Linked DNA regions of Sus scrofa: region 2 is linked to region 1. A link is a contact called in public Hi-C data. All regions are on one chromosome and are shown on one strand. Each heading gives the region's core, a stretch centred on a gene start, on an enhancer-like site or on the middle of the called end of the contact. The rest is flanking DNA. Distances are from core to core; before and after follow the strand shown.

The links. A called contact is a pair of places that touch in the nucleus more often than the background predicts.
Region 2: a contact with region 1 is called in a Hi-C map of liver, with 5 times the contacts expected there. The contact joins the promoter of BHLHE22 here to the enhancer-like site in region 1. A contact is called at or near these places in 1 of 5 promoter capture datasets (liver), 14 of 47 Hi-C or Micro-C datasets (alveolar macrophages, brain, embryonic fibroblasts and 9 more) and 2 of 2 datasets of contacts at active chromatin or transcription factors (alveolar macrophages and skeletal muscle).

What each region holds. Positions count from the first base shown.
Region 1 is chr4:69,679,652-69,684,534 of Sscrofa11.1, forward strand. All of the region lies in intron 1 of LOC100738003 (25-hydroxycholesterol 7-alpha-hydroxylase-like), which reads left to right. Among named protein-coding and RNA genes, the nearest start is that of BHLHE22, 120 kb to the right of the region's middle. Within about 2 kb of position 2,775, at least 1 of the 83 cell types and tissues checked has an H3K27ac peak or open chromatin away from gene starts, as enhancers often do. A contact at or near this core is called in liver, where this site is marked.
Region 2 is chr4:69,800,792-69,805,674 of Sscrofa11.1, forward strand. BHLHE22 (class E basic helix-loop-helix protein 22) reads right to left here and starts at 2,584. Exons shown (of 1, transcript XM_003481394.4): 1 at 828-2,584. The coding sequence starts at 2,518. The coding sequence ends at 1,409.

The sequences.
Region 1 (4,883 bases), core at 1,525-4,024:
AGACCTTGCCAGGGGGATGCTGTCCCCATTGGTCTGGAGTTGATAGGGCAGAAGAGAATCGCCCCCTTCTTTTGATTTTTCAGTTTTAAAATTTTGTCTAGAGTTTTTTTTGATAATATTTTTTTCATAGTTATTTCCCCAATACAATTTTTTTTCTACTGTACAGCATGGTTACCCAATTACATATACATGTACACATTCTATTTTCACGCATTATCATGCTCCATCATAAGTGACTAGACATAGTTCCCAGTGCTACACAGCAGGATCTCATTGCTAATCCATTCCAAAGGCAATAGTTTCCAAGCTTCCCAACCACCCCACTCCCTCCCCCACCCCCTTGGCAACCACAAGTTTGTTCTCCATGTCCCGGATTTTCTTTTCTGTGGAAACGTTCATTTGTGCCATATATTAGATTCCAGATATAAGTGATATCATATGGTATTTGTCTTTCTCTCTCTTTTTTTTTTTTTTTTTTTTTTTTTGCCTTTTCTAGGGCCGCTCCCGCGGCATATGGAGGTTCCCAGGCTAGGGGTCTAATCAGAGCTGTAGCCGCCGGCCTACTCCAGAGCCACAGCAGTGCGGGATCTGAGCCATGTCTGCGACCCACACCACAGCTCTCAGCAATGCCAGATCCTTAACCCATTGAAGCAAGGCCAGGAACTGAACCCGAAACCTCACCATTCCTAGTCGGATTCATTAACCACTGCACCACGACAAGAACTCCTGTCTTTCTCTTTCTGACTTACTTCATTCAGTATGAGAGTCTCTACTTCCATCCATGTTGCTGCAAATGGCATTATGTCGTTCTTTTTTATGGCTGAGTAGTATTCCATTGTGTATATATACCACATCTTCCTAATCCAATCATCTGTCAATGGACATTTGAGTTGTTTCCATGTCTTGGCTATTGTGAATAGTACTGCAATGAATATGCAGGTGCATGTGTCTTTTTTAAGGAAAGTTTTGTCCGGATATATGCCCAAGAGTGGGATTGCTGGATTGTATGGTAGTTCTATGTATAGATTTCTAAGGTATCTCCATACTGATCTCCATATCTAGAGTTTTTTTTTAATGAAGGTATAGTTGATGTACAATGATGTGCCAATTTTGCCATACAGCAAAGTGACTCCGTGATACATATATATCCCAGAAGACTAGATCTAGTTCCCTGTGCTGTACAGCAGGACCTCATTGCTTATCCATTCTAAACGTAATAGTTTACGTCTGCTAACCCCAAACTCCCCATCTGCTTTTTCAGGATGAGCTCCACCCACACAAGTGACACAGACCAGAGCAGGGCAGATCATGTCACCCATAATTAGACCCCTTAGCATTCTCTGGGGGGAGAAGACAAAGAAGGAGGGGAGTATAGAGCAAGAGAGGGAATGGATTATCTGGGGGAACCCACCCCACACACCCAGCTACACAAAAGCAGTGCAAATCAGTGGAAGGAACTTTACACACCACACACACACACACACACACACACACACACACACACACAAATATCTTCAGGCTTTATTTGAAGGAAAAGTTCATGTAAGTATCTTTGATTATAATTTTGCTTCTGTGTGCTATGATTTTAATGACTAGTACTCTTAGAGTTGAATATTTACTAGATCAGAATGCATGTATTATGTACACATATACATTCAAGAATGAAGAGTATTTTAAAGGCATATTTCAAAAAATAATGAATTTTGGAGTTCTCATCATGGAGCAGCAGAAACGAATCTGACCATGTGGTTGTGGGTTCGATCCCTGGCCTTGCTCAGTGGGTTAAGGATCCAGTGCTCCCCTGAGCTGTGGTGTGGGTCACAGATGCATTGCTGTGACTGTGGTGCAGGCCGGCAGCTGTAGCTCCGATTCGATCCCTAGCCTGGGAACCTCCACATGCCGCAGGTGCAGCCCTAAAAAGCAATAAATAAATAAATAAATAAATAAATAAATAAATAACAATAATAATAATAATAACAATGAATTTCGAATAAAACACTAATTCAGAAAAATGATTGTAAGTTAAACTGTAGAAGTCATCATTAAAATAGTGACTATCAAAAGTATGATGTTGTTTCTGACACCATAGTGGGGCCCAGGCTGCTCAGTGTGGTGGAGGTATCCTGTTTCAGTAACCACAGACTACTTCAGCCCTTCTCAACTTTGTCCACACATTTTGTTCTTCGTGCTTTTATCTTTTCTGGGAGCTTTGCATGTGTCTTTCAGTTTTTTGATTTGGTGCCTCTCTAGTCCCGTACTAGAAACTCTTCAGTACTGGAAATCAAATGATTGAATGGGAGGCTCTCACCCAGAAGGTAAAGCCACAAGCTGAAAGGTCTAGGCTGCCTAGTAATTCTTGTATTGACATTATACCTTTTAAAAATGTTTTATCCACACCTTTGTGATTTTTCACGGGAGACTTCTTTCCTTAAAGACTTCATATACAACAAATAGTGCTAAATAACTTTTCCAAAGAACCAAGGAAAAGCAGGTGAGATATGGGCTGATTGTGAGAATGGAATAAGGATGGCTTGTCGAGCAGTGTGAACTGGTAGCAGCAACGGGGGCAAAGCAGAGAGCAGAAGATGGTATCTCAGAACCTCCAAGGTCAGTAAATTTAAGACAGTAAAGCTAAGATTGCACTCAAATCTTTTGTAATTCCAAGCAAAATACAGAGATTAAAGTTTACACTCAAGGCTCAATTTTTAGCTTAGATAAGAGTTGTACTCTGTTGTGTAACATGTTTACTTAATCCTTGCTGTTGTGTCACAGGGACATACAGTCAGAAAAAGAGATACTGCTGTGATGCAACAGGATTGGCAGCGTCTCTGAAGTGCTGGGCTGCAGATTCGATCCCTGTTCTGAATTGTGGGTTAAGGATCTGGCATTGCCACAGGTGCGTCGTAGGTCGAAACTGCATCTCAGGCCTGATCCCTGGCCTGGGAACTCCATATGCCACAGGGCAGCCAAAAACAAAGAAGGAAAGAGCAGTTCCTTTGCCTCTTTCTGCCTATAGCCTGAGTTCCCATAGGCCATTTCGTGTCTTTGGATATTGCCAAAGAAGCAATCACAGGAGTTTCTGTTGTAGCTCAGCGGGTTAAGAACAGGTATAGCATCCATAAGGATGCAGGTTGGATCCCCACCCTTCCTCAGTGATTAAGGAGCCTGTGTTGCTGCAAGCTGTGGTGTAGATCACAGATGCAACTCGGATCTGGCATTGCTGTGGCTGTTGGTGTAGGCTGTCAGCTGCAGCTCCGATTCGACCCCAAACTTGGGAAGCTCTATATGCTGCAGGTGAAGAAAAAAAAGAAGAAAAAAAAGAAAGAAGGAAAAAAGAAACAACCAGAAGCCTGGCGGGATAGAATCATGCAGTTTAGCACCTCGGACTCCCAGTGTGGCTCCCTCCCCTCTCTTCCTACGCTCACTGCCCAGCTTACACCCAGAGTCCGCTATATTTTGATAGTGAATTTAAAAAATAGCCCCCAATTTCCTGTGTATATTTGCCAACAAAACCTTTAGAAGTCCAGAGTTATCATTGGCCAGAGATAAATTGTCCATTGGATTTTGAATTTTAAGTCTTTAGAAAAATAAGTTAGAATCCAAGGGGAGGGGGGAAACACCATAACTAATGCTAATGTTTTGGTGAAATTGTTTACTAGTATAATTTGGAAATAACCTACTCTCCAGGAGAGCACTGCCCTATCCTTGATTGGAGAGACTTTTCATTTCAAATGACAGCTGAACTCTGTTCCCAGGGATCAGCTTTTGAAGGCAAGTCATGTTTGCAATAGCATCTAAGTTTTTAAACAGCTTTACTAGTCTGTCTGAGTTGGTGAGGTCTTTGTTCACTCAAAAGAGAGGAAGAGGTTACTCTTCAGTCCCAAATAAACCCTCTTTGTTTACATTTTTGCCTAGAAAAGAACGATCACCTGGAGATGACATCAGAAAGTTGATTGACTAGTCAGTTATCAGGGGACTGTGGGCTTGAATGAGACAAATATGGTGATAGAGATAATAGACTCTGGAATTTGGGAAATAAAGTTGGCTCGGATATTCTTTAGGGACTCTCAAAACTAAATGAAAATGAACTCCATTAAGGATGAAAGCATTATCTTAGTAAAAGTCTCAGGCTTTCATTTTCTCTCTTGAAGACTTGTTTGGTACACACATATGTTGCATAGCATATGCATTTTGCGTTATTCAGGTGTAGATTCTAAATGCATACTAATGTGTTATCGTTTAAAGCTGAACCTTTCAGGGTTTTTAATACCAATTCTCATTGTATGAGCTACTTGGTGGCATTAAGTAGATAAACTGCTCAATTCCACTTTTGATAGTGATGGAAATATATTCTTTTAAGAAAACGTTTTTTCTGCTAATAACCTTTGCTCTCATTTCTAGAGGGCTTACTATGTGGCAGCAAGGGATTACTGTTACTTTTCAGATATTATTCAAAGAGGGGAGACACGTGTAAGATGAAGAATTAAGACAAATGCAAACCAGGTCTTCCTTGAAACCTGGTTTTTGGAGGTGATGTTGGACAGCCTCTCCATCAAGCAGCATCGTTATTTACTGGGATTATTTTAATATTTTTAATATAGGACAAAATGGACCTGATTAAATCCAGTTGATAGGAATACTAGAGCTGTTATTTGGGAGAAGAACTTATTTCTGTTGTCCTGAAGCAACCGAGGTTTCTTGCTGCTGCTTGTTTATTGGAAATCAAATAAGTGAAGGAAAGCTTTCACAATTGCTGAACTTTTGACGACAGTTTCTATTCCATTAGAATTAGGATCCTGATTACGAAAGCCGGAAAGATGGGGCGTAACATACTTAAATTACTAACAATTTGGTGCGTTAGTGTATGGGAAATATATGGGAAG
Region 2 (4,883 bases), core at 1,334-3,833, 120 kb after region 1:
ACTAAAACTGAAAGCTCACTTTGGGTAAATAGCTTCTTGCTCTTAGTTTTATTTCTTTTTAAGTTTTTTTTTTTTTTAGAAAAATAACAAAGGATTTCACACCATAGGCAAATCAAACCAGTCTTTCAACTTAAATAATTCTCCACAGTTAAAATAACTTATACATGTACATATATATTAAAAGCAATTAAATTAGAACTTTTAAAAATGCACAGCACAGCCTGGAAAAATATTTGCTTAGCATGTTCTTATAGGATCTATTGCTGTGATGTCTTTCCTTTTTAGAATGCAAAGGAGTCCCCTTTCAAAAAGAGATCAATTCACTCATCAATTAAGAATACACCTTTCCTGTAATTTTTGGACTGAAGCAATTTATTAAAGCTCAATTTAAATACAGGGATGACGCAACTGAAGAGATCCAGGTGACCTTTGATAAACCTAAGCAGCTCAGATATATCAATATGTTTCTTCATACTTGTTGGCAAATAAACCCTTTTAAACACTTGGCACACAATATAAGTTAATCTATAAAACAGAATTTTAGAGGCATTAAAAAAAGTCTGCACATAAGACCTATGACCTTAACACATGATAAATACTGTTGATGTGGAAGGGTCATTGAAGAATAACAAATAAATACCATGTATTGTTAATACATCATTGCAGAGTGGAAAGTAACAAGGTGCACATAAATATTTTTAAATGCAATTCTTTCAGCCACAGTCAGTTTTTTATATCACTCTTGCCAAAACTTTTGAGCATTTTCACAGAATGAAAGTTCAGAGACAATAAAAAATACAAGTCTTTCATAGCAACGTGTCTCTTTCTGGTTTTTTTCTTTTTTTTTTTTTTCACTTAAATAAATCTACATTTCAAGTTTTTCTCCTGGCTCAGAATCAAAATTTATTTTCAAGTGCCCTTTCTGATTTGTCTGAATGAATACTCCGTCCCACAACCCACCCAAACCCGAACTCTTCCTCTCTCCCTCTAGCCAATTTCACAATTAGTAGTAGGATTACTATTTTGCCATGTAACTCTCCACGCTTAATAACGACTACATCCCAACTTATATTTAACCTTAAAGGGAAACTCTGCTTCCTCGCGATCTAAGCTGCCACCAAAGTTGCCACTTTTCCGTGAAAAAAGACATCCGTCCTCCACCCCAACTCCACCTCCCTCCTCCCGCCCTGCCCACCCTAAAGACCGAAATTCTGGGGATGTCAGGGCTGGAAGTCCCGTTTGTCTCTGATACTTCTCAGTTCTCGCCTCTGCTTTGTTTGCTCTGCAAGTGTTTCACAACTACGAGAGGACCAAATAAGGGGGGTGGGGGCAGCTTTTCACTTTCCTCTAGCTTGGGGGTCGGTCTTGTGTTTTGCTGTTTTTTTTTTTTTTCCGGGGAGGGGGGCGTTTAAGGCTTCTCCGTGCACTGTTTGCAGAGGCTGGAAGAGACGCTATTGAACAGGGCGCACTTCTCCGGGCAGGAGGCGGCCGGGGGCAGCCCGGCACTGAAAGGGTAGCCGGCAGCCTGCTCGTAGGCGCCGAGAGCCGGGTGCAGGGCAGCGGCCGCCGCCGCCGCCGCCGCGGAGCTGGGCAGCGAGGCGGCCGAGATGGCCTGGCCCTGATTGAGGTAGGCGACGAGGCGCCGCATCTCCTCCAGGGCCTGCGCCTGCATGAGGATGTAGTTCTTGGCGAGCAGCAGCGTGGCGATCTTGGAGAGCTTCCGCACCGAGGGGCTGTGCGCGTAGGGGATCACCGCGCGCAGCTCGTCCAGCGCGTCGTTCAGGTCGTGCATCCGCCGGCGCTCCCGGGCGTTGATGTTGAGCCGCAGCGCCTTTTGCTCTTTGGATTTCTTGCTGCTGCCGCCGCTGCCGCCGCTGCCGCCGCTGCCGCCACCACCCCCGCCGCCTGCTCCGCCGCCGCCCGGGCCCCCCGGGGGGGCGTTGGCGCCGCCGTGGAGGTGGGCGTTGGAGCAGCCCTCGGCCGCCTTGGCGCTGCCGCCTCCCGCGCCCGGGGAGGCCCGCGGGTCGGCGCCCCCGGCCCGCAGCACCAGCTCGCAGCGGCCGTCGCTGTCGTCGTCGGGGCTCTGCTCGCCGCCGCTGCTCTCGACCACCGAGCCCCGGCTGGCGCTCTCGCCGTATTTGAGGCATAGGGCGGCCCCGGCCGGCAGGCTGCTCAGGCTAGGGTCGCCCCCAACGCCGGCAGAGCCCGCCAGCAGCCCCGGGACGCCCACCCCGCCGCCGCCGCCGCCTCCTCCCGCGCCGCCACCGCCGCCTCCCCCGGGCGGCGGCAGCAGCAGCCCTGCCCCCTCGGGGTCAGCCGGCTCGAAGCAGCCCAGGGGCGACGAGGAGGAGGACGCCGGGCGCTCCCGAGGCGGCGGCGCCAGGGACAGGTCCATGCCCGGGGGCGTGGAGCGGAAAGCCGCCTCTAAGCGCTTGGCGGCGGAGGCGCTCAGGCTCTTGTGCAGGAAGAGGTCGTCTTCGCCCGCGGCGGCCGCGCCGAGGTGCAGCCCGCGCTCCATGGTCCGGCGCCGGCGCGCAGCCCGGGCCCGCCGCGCCGGCCGCCGCCGCCTCGGCTCGGGAGGCAGGCGGCGCCGAAGACGCACCCGAGCCGGGCTCCGGGGCTGGTGCGTGCGTCGGTCCCGGTGCTGAGTGCAGCCCTCTCCCCTTCTTTTTCTTTTTCGCCTTCCCCCGCGCTCGCCGCCTCCTCTTCTTCTTCCTCTTCGTCTCCAGCCGGTGGTGCTGGCTGCTGGGGCTCACCATGGGCCGCGGCCCCGCATGGTGGGAGGGTGGGCGCGGAGGGAGTGGAGCCGCCGCCGCCGCCGCTCTGAGCCCAGCCCCGCGCCTCCTCTCCGCACCGTTTATCTTGCTTGGATTCACCTTCAAGAGATTTCCGGACCCATCAACCAGCCGCTGCCACAGACGGGGGAGTCTTTTACATCATTATCTCTGAGTAGGTTATTATGAAGAAGAGTCGCCTGTTGGGACAGCGCTTTCTACCCAATCAGGTTAACGTTTTAATTAATAGGATTAAAACGGTAACAAACAATCGCAGGCGCTATCTGGCCGCGAGTCTGAATAGTTTCATTTCCCAGGTCTGAAGACAGGCAGCAGCTAGCGCTTTATAAAAGGCGCCTGCTCCATTATTCTGCCTGCCATCTGTATACACAGCTTAGCGCATATGTTTGCAAGGCGCTGGGTCCTGTTAGTAACCCAACAACTGCCTTTAGCTTGACATGTGTGGCGACTTTCACTCATCAATGAGCACACTAAAAGCCCTACTTAGAGCCGAGGATGTTCTTTGCTCCTTCAGCAAATTGTGGATCTGCGGCGAAGCCCGGGAGTCCCATGGAAAGCAGACGTCCCCCCCCGTACCCCACCCCCCACTGCCCTTCCCTCGCCACTGCGGTCTCATCTTGTGCCACATGGCCCTTCCAGGCGAGACGCTACTCCACCCTTGTTCATAGGATGACTCTGGTCTAGATTGGAGATGGGACTTTGGGGGGGGGGCAGGTGGTGTCCCTGTGGTGTCCCCGCTGGCTTGCCCCCAAGATTTTTAGCTAGTAAGGGACCAAAGCAATCGCCCCCCCACCCAACTTGAACACACTGCTTTATTCCGCCCTAGCCCCCCTCCCCCTTGCCCATTCCCGTCCCAGATTGGGAAAACAAAACAAAATAAAGAGCAAGGTGATTATGCAGCCCATTAGATTTTTTTAAGGGGGGGGGTGCGCTTTTGCCGCGGTCTCCAAATAGCTGTTCCAGTGATGGTGGTTATGAAGCACAGGGATTTCCTAAACAGGAAAGAACTGTTTGCTGAAACTTTCTTCAAGATTAAAATCCAGTTGTTTTAGAATAGTCAACTTCACCAGGAGTCAAATCCTCTCACGAACCAAGTGGGGCATTTGTGCATATTTATTTAGCTGGAAATGTCGCCGCCGCAGCAAGGAAGCCATTCAGGGACGTCTGAGTCTGCTGCGGTTGTTTTTGGAGGAAGAGCAAAGGGAGAAGTGTGAAAACAAGTGCTCCTCTCAGGATGGGAAACAGTACACGCGGTCCTCCAGCTCCTGCGTCCCATGTCTGGGAGTACATGGTATTTAGCGGCTGGTTTTCATCCTTATGACATAAGTAAAAACAATATTTCCCAACACCGCCAATAAATCTTTCTTATGTGGCAGAATTACTGAAGCCTATGAAATTTTGGGTTTCTCTGGTCTCATTAAAAACCTTTTAATTGTGGCTTTCAGAGTTGGCCCCAGGTGTTGGACTCTTTTCATTACATTTTGCTCTAATGTGATGAAATTCTAATTCTCTCCTTACCATATGGTTAAATTTCCCCACTGAGAATTAGTTGAAAAAGGAGAAATAATCTATTAATCTCTGTAATAGATTCACAAATGAGGTTCGCCACAGAACCTGTTTTTGAATGGTAATATCAGAACAGTTGGGCGCCTTATTTCATAAAGGAGGGGCGAGGACGACACAGAAACGTCTGCATTTTCACCTGGAAAGGAGGCAAAGGGGCCCAGAGGTATCTTTCCAAAATAATTGCCAGAGATTCAGTCTCTTGGGCATGGACATGCTACGCCGTCGTAGGTTACTTTCGCGCCGTCCTATTGACTAGAACCCAAAGATTACGAAAGAGTAAGCGGGCTGCGGGAGGCTTTCGAGCTTGGGACCCGGGCGGGCGGCTCTGGAAGGCTCCAGCCGGCTCACGTGTCTCGCTGGGGACCCCAAAGCACGTCGACGTGCGGGGCGGCCCCTCGCTCGCAGCTTCCCCACCCCCTCCCTCCCCCTGGCGCGCGCAGCTGTTAACCTCCCGCTTTAGGAAGCTAAAGACACGCTCTTGTTACTGTTTTCCAATTAGCAGCTTTGTTTTTCACCGGCTTC